2 separate regions of the Gossypium hirsutum genome follow, and region 2 is linked to region 1. A link is a contact called in public Hi-C data. All regions are on one chromosome and are shown on one strand. Each heading gives the region's core, a stretch centred on a gene start, on an enhancer-like site or on the middle of the called end of the contact. The rest is flanking DNA. Distances are from core to core; before and after follow the strand shown.

What was found. A called contact is a pair of places that touch in the nucleus more often than the background predicts.
Region 2: a contact with region 1 is called in a Hi-C map of leaf, with 1.9 times the contacts expected there. The contact joins the promoter of LOC107914577 here to the enhancer-like site in region 1. A contact is called at or near these places in 3 of 34 Hi-C or Micro-C datasets (all in leaf).

The regions. Positions count from the first base shown.
Region 1 is chrD10:20,564,073-20,569,395 of Gossypium_hirsutum_v2.1, forward strand. It overlaps the pseudogene LOC107914557. Among protein-coding and RNA genes, the nearest start is that of LOC107915865, 9.2 kb to the right of the region's middle. Within about 2 kb of position 2,544, at least 3 of the 9 cell types and tissues checked have an H3K27ac peak or open chromatin away from gene starts, as enhancers often do. A contact at or near this core is called in leaf, where this site is marked.
Region 2 is chrD10:20,642,639-20,647,961 of Gossypium_hirsutum_v2.1, forward strand. LOC107914577 (integrin-linked protein kinase 1) reads left to right here and starts at 2,003. Exons shown (of 12, transcript XM_016843517.2): 1 at 2,003-2,778. The coding sequence starts at 2,362. It overlaps LOC107914578 (a long non-coding RNA gene), which reads right to left. Exons shown (of 2, transcript XR_001688925.2): 1 at 4,780-5,323; 2 at 3,110-4,579.

The DNA.
Region 1 (5,323 bases), core at 1,294-3,793:
AGTATATGGGTCAAGTTGTAATATAGTTATAATGGAGTAGGTAAAGTATTCCGAGGATCATAACCAAAGGAGGCGAGCACTAAATTAATTATAATCTAAGCATAAATAGATCTAATTAATACTTCAATCAAATTATTTTACCAAGAATTAAATAAGGGATTTTTGGATAAATTACAAGAAAAAAATAAGTAAATATATAAAAGTAAATAAATGAAAAACAAGAAATCAAATAAGCAAATATGTATTGAATCTGAGCATGAGTGATTAGATTTTTTCGGGTAGTCATAATCAATTGTCATCTTGGCTTTCTTATTCAATCAACTAGTTAATACCCTAGTAGGATCTTGCGATACGTCCACTGAAATATTGAATCAGCAAGAACTACTTATCTTCGAACCTCACCGTCCAAACTGGTAGGTTAAGGTGTTCACGGATAGGCAATACCAAATTTGGGTTAATTCTCACCTTAATGACTTCCTAGGTTTGTCAGGCCTAGGTTTAGATTCTTCCTTTCCTGAATAGATAATCCATTAAGAAATCCCTACAAAACAATTAATTATTCACACCTCCACTAGCTAATTCCCACAAGAGGAGTAGTTCCTCATGGATCTAATAAACAATATAAACTCGAATGAAAGAATGAACATAAAGAAAAATTTTAAGAATAGAGTTTAGAAGAAGCCTGATTGAATTGAATTTAAGAGCTAAATCCCATAGAGCTCGAGAACAACTTTTGAATCTGATTTCTCCCTAAAAGTAAATAATAAGAATGAAAATAAAATCTAAAACCTAAGAGAAGGGAAAAACTAAGGTCTAAAAATATAGAGAAAATTATACAATAGTAGAATGTGTCTTTTACATGTATTAACTGAGCTTTTTTATAGATTTGGAGTGGTTGTCGTCCTTAACCCTAGATCAGCTGATGCTCTCGAGCCTAATGATTGATTGTGCAAACCAAAATGCCATTGGCTCGTATTAATTTCTAGTACAGAGGTGATGTTGCAACACATTAGGTCTTGTGTCGCGACATAACCCTAAACCCTAAAAACCAGCTATGACTCGTCAGTTGAATCAATTGTAGCGAGAACTAATTTATCTTCATAATCAGATTCATTCTTATTTTTCTTCTTCACCAACACCCTTCATTTTTAGGCATTCCCAAAACTTTATTGGAAACCCTAACTTACAAATTCCGGTGCCATTTTCAAGTCGAAAGAAGAAGAATAAGAAGAGAAGAAATTGGGGATTAAGATTTGGGATTTTTGGTTGGAAAATGAAAATTGGTTTTTGGTTAGAAACAATTGAAACTACAGAAGAGAAAAGTAAAAAGAAAAATTATATTATGACATCATAATGACATCATTTATGCCATGTGTCCTACACTTAGCAGTATTAAAATCAGGAATCGATTTAGTTGACGAAAAAATGTTCAGGTACCAATCTGAAACAAACAAAACTATAAATACCAATCTTAGAGAAATAGACAAATTCAAGTACCAATTTTATATTTAACCTTAATAAATATACAAGATTTAGAATTAATGGATGGAGACCAGCTGGAACTTAGATGCGTACCAAGACACTGTGATTTTGATCTACTTGATTAAATACCGGAAAATATGAACCACAAATTTGGATCTAAAGTAAGCGCGAAGGCTTCACCAGGGACTGCTCAAGTCTCCCTTCGCCCCCTTCACACCGTTGTTCTTCTAACACTTGTTTACACTATTTCATGGTATGAATATTCTAATCTTTCTTTTTCATCTATCATAATTTCATTCCATTTTTTTAATTAGAAAAATCACTATTTTCACCATTCAGTAGAAGTAGAAGTTTGTACATGTTCTTACCTCATTTTCATTCATATCAAAACCTGCCTTTTCATCCCTTTCATTCGATGATGTGACTGACAAAGGAGTTTGTTATCTAATTTATAGATGGAGATTACTATAAAGGAGTCTACCATTGTTCGTCCAGCTGAAGGCACTTCTAAAAGAAGTCTATGGAACTCAAATTTAGATATAGTGATGGCAAAATACCACCTCCCTACTATATACTATTATAAGCCAAATGGTTCTTCTGATTTCTTTGATACTGGAAGACATAAAGAGGCTTTGAGCAAGATTCTTGTCCCATTTTACCCTATTGCTGGAAGGTTGGGGTATGATGAAAATGGAAGACTTGAGATAATATGCAACGCTGAAGGAGTTTTATTCGTTGAAGCTGAAACTTCAGTTATGGAACATTTGATTGGTGATTTTACTGATTACTCTCAAGTTTTTCGTTTAGTCCCTAAAGTCGACTATTCTGGAGGAATATCTTCTTATCCACTTCTTGTATTGCAGGTAATATGCAAGCATTTCATCGGAAACAGGATATAAAATATAAAAAGTTATATAATAATAGTTGATTTATTTTGTGTATATTTTACCAGGTAACTAAGTTCAAATGCGGTGGAGTTTGTCTTGGAGTAGGGTTCAACATACTTTAGGAGATGGCACCGTGGCTCTTCATTAATTCATCAATAGTTGGGCTGACACCTCACGGGGCTTGTCTCCTGCCATTACACCATTCATCGATCGAAGTCTTTTTCGTGCTCGGGACCCACCAACGCCTAAGTTCCACCGTGTTGAAGATGACTTTCTCCGGTATTGAAGTCTGCATCAAGATCTCAATCAAATGATCATAAGCCATCCATTGTCTCCACCTTTAAGCTCACAGCTGATCAATTGAACACCCTGAAAGCCAAAGCAAATGTTGCAAATGCAAACGGTGGTATAAAATATAGCAGCTTCAACATCTTGGCTGCACATATATGGCGGTGTAAGTAAAGCAAGTCTCTCCGCCGACCAAGATACCAAGCTGCGTATTCCAGTTGATGGTCGATATAAATTGGATCCTCCTCTCCCACCAGGCTACTTCGGCAATGTAATCTTTAGTTCTGCATTAATTGCTCAAGCTGGTGATCTTGAAACTGAATCGTTTACTGACACCATAAAGAGGATCCATGAACTATTAAATCAGATAAATGATGAATATTTAAGATCAGCTCTTGATTACATTGAAAAAATGTCTGATTCAAACACTTTGGTTACAGGACCGCATACTAACCTTGCTGTTGCTCCATGGATTTGGTTGCCTATATATGAGGCAGATTTCGGATGGGGTCGTACCATATATATGGGGCCAGGGAATGACGTCCATGAAGGCAAAATTTACATACTACCAAGTCCAGTCAATGATGGGAGTTTGTCACTGGTAACTCGTTTAGAGATCCCCCAAATGAAAGCCTTTGAAAAACTTCTTTATGAATTTTAATAGTTGTTACCGGTGTCTCGCACAATATATATATATATATATTTTTCTTTTGTGGTTGACGGATTGTAGTGGAAGTTATTTTGGTGTTGATCTCATGTATGGATCATTTCATGATTGCTTTAGGAAGTTTGGTGATTTCCTTTTTCTTTGAATGCTGAAAGCTAGATTAAGTTGTTTTTCTTAATGGAAATGATTTTTTTGGGTAAAGCTAGATTAAGCTAGATCTCGCGCGTAAAGCTTGGATGTAATAAATGATTATTTGCATTTAAATTTTTTGTGATGGATTGTAACAAGCCTGAATAATTTGTTGCCCATATTTATGTCTAAATTTAGATGATTTTGGACAATATTTAGTCTAGATTCATTTTGGACGGGAGTCTTTTTTACAATTTTATTTTATTTTTTAAAATATTAAGTTCTTATATTGTTATTTTTGAAATTATAAAAAATAAAATCTACAAAATCTATTTTTTAGAATATATAAATTTATAAAAAAAATTATTTCACTACAAGATAAATCCAAATAAATGTTTATCTCGATTCCGATAAACTTGGATAACAATTTGTCCAAATTCTTTTTGAAAGCGTCTTTTTTAGTAATTTTATATATTTTTAATTTTATAAAAAAAGGAATTGTAACAATATTGAAATATGTAAAATCAAATACTAACATACCAATACTTTATAAAGCCTTAATAAATTAAAAAATCCATGACATAATAATTTATAAATAGTAAATAGTAAAAAAATTAAAATTACAACAAAAAAAAAACATGTCTAGAATGAAACTAGACAAAATGACATTTAGAATCATTTGAATCTAGACTTCTATTTGTCCATGTTATTTTGGATATAAAATAATTTTTATAATTTAAAACGATGGATGTCCAAATTTCAAAAAATCTAGATGAAATATCCCAAAACCAGGCCCAGAAGTTCTAATCGAAATCCGGAGGTCACATTGTCCACCGAAGTGGCTTTAAACAAATTACTATTCATAATTTTAAATTTCTTTTTGAAAATCATTTTCATCTTATGTTTAACAAAATTTGATTGAAGTTAACTTTCCGTGTCGCAATCAATAATTTAATTGTAGTTAAGATTAAAATAAACCAAATTGATAATTATTATTTGGGTTGCAAATAATTCAAGTTTTTCTAATCGTTAACTGAAATGTCAAAATCAATGTAACAGCGAAAAATTCATCATTTATTTTTTAACAGAAACCATAAAAAAAAAACCAAAGTTTCACAAAAATCACAAAATCAAAATTCATACCATAGTCCATAAAATTTACTTACAGTCTAAATAAAATCAGATTATTAAAACTTATAAAAGACTTTATTAATTTAAACCAAAATGTGTCATTTTCGAGACCTCCAGTTTGCTGAGTCCAACACCTAAGCTTACGGATTACCTGAAAGGGAAAACTAAGGGAATGAGCTACGAAAGCTCAGTGTGAGTCTAAAACAACCGGAAAATAACGGTAACAGAATAATACCTCAATTGCAAAGTTAACTAACCAAACAAACTTACATTAGCAAAATCCGAATTATAAATAGAGATCGCATCAGAATAACGCATAATATTACTAATACACATAACAGATATACATAACAAAATCAAATGAGGAATGATGCAAAATTCCCACAAAGCCAACCGCTGCACACCATCTCCACAAACCCCACATACACACCGATAAGGGTATTAAGGACCCTTTCCAACCTGTACACACCATTTGGGTTATGGTGGATCCATCCAACTAAACACACGTCAATGTGGTCGTATGCCACTTTTATTATTACGGATAGACTGCTAAAATATAGTAATGCAGTGAAACTACCAATACGAACTTCCTTCTCTTCGAAAACAAATCTCAATCCCAAATGCGTTTGCAAACCATATCAAAATGCACACAGATTACAGAATCGACATACTTGTATTTCGTTTTCATATTAAATAACAATATTTGCAAATTAGTTTAGTTTAACAGAAACAGAATCAA
Region 2 (5,323 bases), core at 753-3,252, 78 kb after region 1:
GGTAATGAAAGCAGCATTAAAGGAAGGGATGGGCTATTTGGAAGGACAGCTTTCAAAATTGGATCTCATAATGTCATATTACTACACGATTCAATCATAGTATAAAAACTAGAAGGAGAACACATTTTTTCCTTCAAGGAGGAAAAATCGTGGGTAAAATAGGTATTATATAAAAAAAGCCCAAAAAAATCTTTAAAATATATAAAAATATATTAGAAGGAAAAAGTTAGATGAAGGAAATCAATTCCACATGTCGGGGGCCTAAATGTTGGTCCCTAAAAAAGATTATATGGAACTGACAGCAGGCAACGTTTTTCTTCCGTAGAGTCAACTGTTGGTGGGAGCCATGCCTTGTCATCGGTGTCCAACCAATCCAGTGAGATATTTAGGCAGTGTCTATATTTCCAATAACCTATTGGTTTACTTGAGTTTTAAAGTTTGCTTTTAAATATTTGTGGAATTTTTTTATCAATACTCCTAAGATTTGGTTTACACATCCAATTTTGGATTGTTTTGATAAATCATTGTAGAATCTCATATTTTTATTTTACTTGCTATTAAATTAATTTTATTTTTTTAAAATTAAGACCGTTAAATGATAAAAACTTAATAATACAACTCTCGATTATTAGTACTTTTGAATTAACTATTTATACCTCAAGAACAGATATGGATACTTTACTCTATAAAAATTATTGTGATTATTGACCCCTAAATATCAATATTTAACCACTAAAATACTTAAACCTACCTTAAAATTATTTTAAATTCACAATTTTAAAAATGTTTAAAGAATTTTCTAATAATATTTTCACAAAATAACTTAAAAATAAATTAATAAACATTACCATCAAATTCAAATAATTTAGTAAGAATAAGTGTATCTAATTTGCCCATACCATTTATTATGTATACATTAGGTATCGTATTATATTTATGACACTATTTTTTATATTTACGTTTGAAGCATGTACAAAAATGAAAAAGTAATATTTTTCTATAAATGTATTATATTCTCTCCATTCACTCACTTATTAATTTTAAATTCCACACACTGAATAATAATAATAATAATAATAATAATAATATGCCCTTTAATTATCATAAATTTTTATATTACTAATCAAAAGAATAATTTTATGCAACATGCCCTAAAAAGTAATTTTTTATATACATTATTCAAAACTTTTAAATTAAACCTTCTCCATATTATATAATATTTTTTTCTAGATAAAAACGTCATAAAAATAAAAAAAAGTTAATAATAGAAATAACTTTGAAAGAAAAAATAATAATTTAGATATTGTATTATCTCTAACATAACAAATTTCATCTATGATAAGAATTTCGTTTTTCCTACCCCTAAAAAAATAGGTTTTTTTTTGTTTTCGAAAAAAATAGTTAATATGTAGTATTTTAGTTTTAGAAAAGAAAAAAAATCAAAATTACCCAAAAAATTTTAATTTAATGTGAACGTTATAAATTTTAATTTTGTATAATTTTATATATAAATTTTAAATTTAATTTAATTTAAGTTTAATAATATTATCAGTTTAGCATCAATTTATATTTATATATTATATATACAAATAGTTATATTAATCAAATACAAAAATAAATAAATTTATTTAAAATTGAATAAAAATCAAAATTTTATGTGTATAATTATATTAAATTAAAATTTATATTTTAAATATTATATATTAAAATAAAATTTAAGTGTAATTTTAATATTTATTTTATTTTAGAGAAAAAGTCAATCAAAATCAAATCGAATATAGTGATAATTGAATCTAGCTGTAATTATTCATATTCTTTTAGAAAAAAAAATCTCTTGGATAACATTTTGAAAATTTTTACTGATTAAAAAGTAAAAAATTATTATTATTGAAATTAATTCAAAGAATAAATTATGGGTTTTTTTCGGCATTTGTCTCTCGCAACAAACACAACGTTGTACGTTGTAATAAGATAGATGGCACTATAAATGAATATTTAGGTGAACGCCATTTTCGGTGGTTTCGTGGGTTGAAACAAAAAACAAGCAGAGTAAAGGAGAAAATCCAAAAGCCAAGTTTCGACCATCTTTTTTTTTGCCTTGATTTTCTCTTTTTTTATTAGGCCCCCTGCGCTTCGCTCGGATCTCAAATCTTCTATCCTTCATCTCCTCATTCAGGCTTCGGCTCGATATCGGGATCCCTGAGCTTAAACTTGCTTCTCCGTTTTCTCCCCCATTTGGCTCTCGATCGTCCGAATCCAGATTTCCTCTTCACATTCCCTTGTTTTATCGATGATTATGTGAATTGTGTTGCTGTTCCAAATTTCTGGATTACCCTTTTAATTGTATCCTAAGAAACCACCATGGCATTAGCAGCTCAGTTAAACCGGGGAATCTCCCGCCAGTTCTCTACCGGGTCAATAAAACGGAGTTTCAGCCGCCAGTTCACGCGGCAGACATCGCTGGACCCTCGGAAGAACAATCAAAGATTCAGCTTTGGTCGGCAGTCGTCGCTGGACCCAATTAGGCGGAGTCCCCTCCACGATGATATGGCGGTGCCGGAAAACCTTGACGCGACCATGCAGCTGCTCTTCATGGCGTGTAGAGGGGATGCCAAAGGAGTGGAAGATTTGTTGAATGAAGGCGTTGACGTTAATAGTATTGATTTGGATGGCCGTACTGCTTTGCATATCGCTGCTTGTGAAGGTCATGTTGAGGTTGTTAAGCTGCTTCTTGTTAGGAAGGCTAATATTGATGCCCGTGACCGTTGGGGTAGTACGGTACGTTTCTTCTTCTTCCTTCTTTTTTATTCATTTTGTCTTATTTTTTGTCCGTTTTCTTTTAATCCTTTATTTGTTTGAATTGCGGGGAAAGTTATTATTTATTTGCAGGTTTTAACTATTTCATTGTTATCATTGTGATTAATCATCTTTTTTGGTCGGTTTTGTTCATACAACTTACTGGTTTTGAACATGGAAGTTTAAAGATGTTAGATTAGATTTTGTTTCAATGCTTAAGCTATTTAGCTTTGATTGATTATTGGGATCTTGTGTGGTGTGGTTTAGAGGAGAAAACAGGCAGTAAATAAACAAATTAGGGCTGAACTATGAATAGGAAAGAAGATGAACTCTAGAAAACTTAGGTTATAGAAAACCTCTAATTTTCTATGAATTCAAAGACTTTCATTCTTGCAACTAGGCTTTCTTGTAAACAAAGTTTTATCCCTAATCCTAAGTTTAAATCCTAATGAATAATGATACTAGCCGTCTAAAATACATCCATACTTAAAATATTATAAGATCAAACTGTCATAATAAAATATTGTAATAAAAAGAAAAGCTCCCATCTCATCTCCCCGCTTGAAAAATTCAACTCCGGTGAGAAAAGTTTCGCCACTTCAGCATAATTTTCTAGATCGGCTCTTTGCAGCCTCTTCTCCATGATTAATATCTTTAATGACTCAACATGTGCCTTTTCATCTTGTTCATTCTTTAGTTTCAATTCCATCTCCAAACATTGCTTCCAAACTAACTCCATATTCCACTATATTTGAGTAAATCTTTCTCTTTCAAAAAAAACACCTTGCTGCATGTTTTCATCACAATATTCTCTAGTGGTTTTGAGTTCCACTACCAAATCCTTGACCTTTTTTTCTCGAAACTGTCCAAATGCAACTTCTTGATTCAACCTTGATACAAGATCTGTCATGCTTGTTTTTGCTGTAGCTAGCCTCCATCTTTATTTCTAGACTTCTCTATGTCCTTCACAAACAACATTAAGGGGCTGGTTTTCATTCGATGCAACCACAAAAAGTTCATTAACAACCAGCTTCTGAACATCACCTCCAGAACTGTCCAGGCATAGCGAGGTAGCAGCACAGAAGAAACCATGATCTTCACAAAATCCACTAAGGTCATTGCCCTCAGGAATAGATCTGTTAAACCTGACCTCAAATTCCATTTGCATCAAAAGCAAGAACTACTTTTCCCAAACCACCAATTTTTGCCCCCCTTAAAGTAGGTTGTAGAGAGGAAAATCTTGAAAGTGGTGTGGCACTTGTTGTATCAGCTTCTACGCTCTGTGCAACACTTTTTGCATATACAGATGCCCTTTCAGCCCTTGAAGTTTCTTTCACACTATGTGCTTCTCTTGATGTTGATCTAGCTCCTAAATATGCTCTAGCATAATAGCTTAGTTCCACATAGACATCTACTGTGGGAACAAGCTGTGACTCAATTTTTCCGCCCTCATAATAATGAACAATAACAGCTTTATTAACAACAATAAAACATGTTATGTCCTCTCTTTTCCATCCCCAAAAATTGTAGATCACAACAATCAAGTTCTTTCGATGAGACAGGTCAGTATCTGATGCAAGGCAACAAGGTATATTCAGAAGTGGACACTACTGGAAATTGGTGGTTGAATCCCCAAATCCCGTGGATGACTTCGCATCAGCTAAGCAAGTGAGTGAAGATGCAACAACCTCAACATGATGTTTAGCAATAAACCGAGCATCTGCCAATGAGTCTGTATTTGGCCTTGAATCATGCTTCCCTTTTTAAAATTCAAGTTGCCTTGCTGCCAAATAGTAGACGCTCAGTATTCTAAAATAAAATTTTAAAGTTGGTCTGCTTGTAAAGCATCCTGTCCAGTAAGCATTTTCACAATCCGGTGAAGACTCATATTTTTTTTTAGTCGGTTGCAGCATTGCTTTTATTTGGATAAAATAGTTGCATGCAAACTTGGCACACAAAAGCAATGTACAAAAAGGAATGTACCTTACATGTGCAAACTGACTTTCCTGCATTCCCCCTTCCAATATAAACTCTAGGCAAAAGTTTAGAGAACAAATCCACATTGATGGTTGAGGCTCATCAAAATAAGATGCAAATTCGGTCGCCAAGGAAGATGGCCATGCAAAATCATTAATTGAAAGTCCTCATTCAAGCCTTTTTCACCGAGATTCTCTCCTTTTTCTGAGGATATTCTAGCACAGTCTATTTCACTTGAAACCACTGGAAACTGCATCACCTTTTGCAGTATTACTTCCCTTCAACATTTCTTGCTTTTTCTTGTGTTCAACACGAAGTTTTCTCCTAACAGAATCTGTTTTGATTGTAGAAACAGAATCAGTTCTTTTTACTCCAAATTATCATTGGATGTTGCGTCCCTTGACATATCTAGGAGATTCTTGATTCGCCTCCAATCCTCTCCTTCCTCTAAGGTTGTGGTTGTCAATGCACCAAGCGTGATCAAGGATTCTTCCTCAATTTCTTCCTAAAGCACATAAACTTCTTTATTTCCTTAGGATATTCATCATAG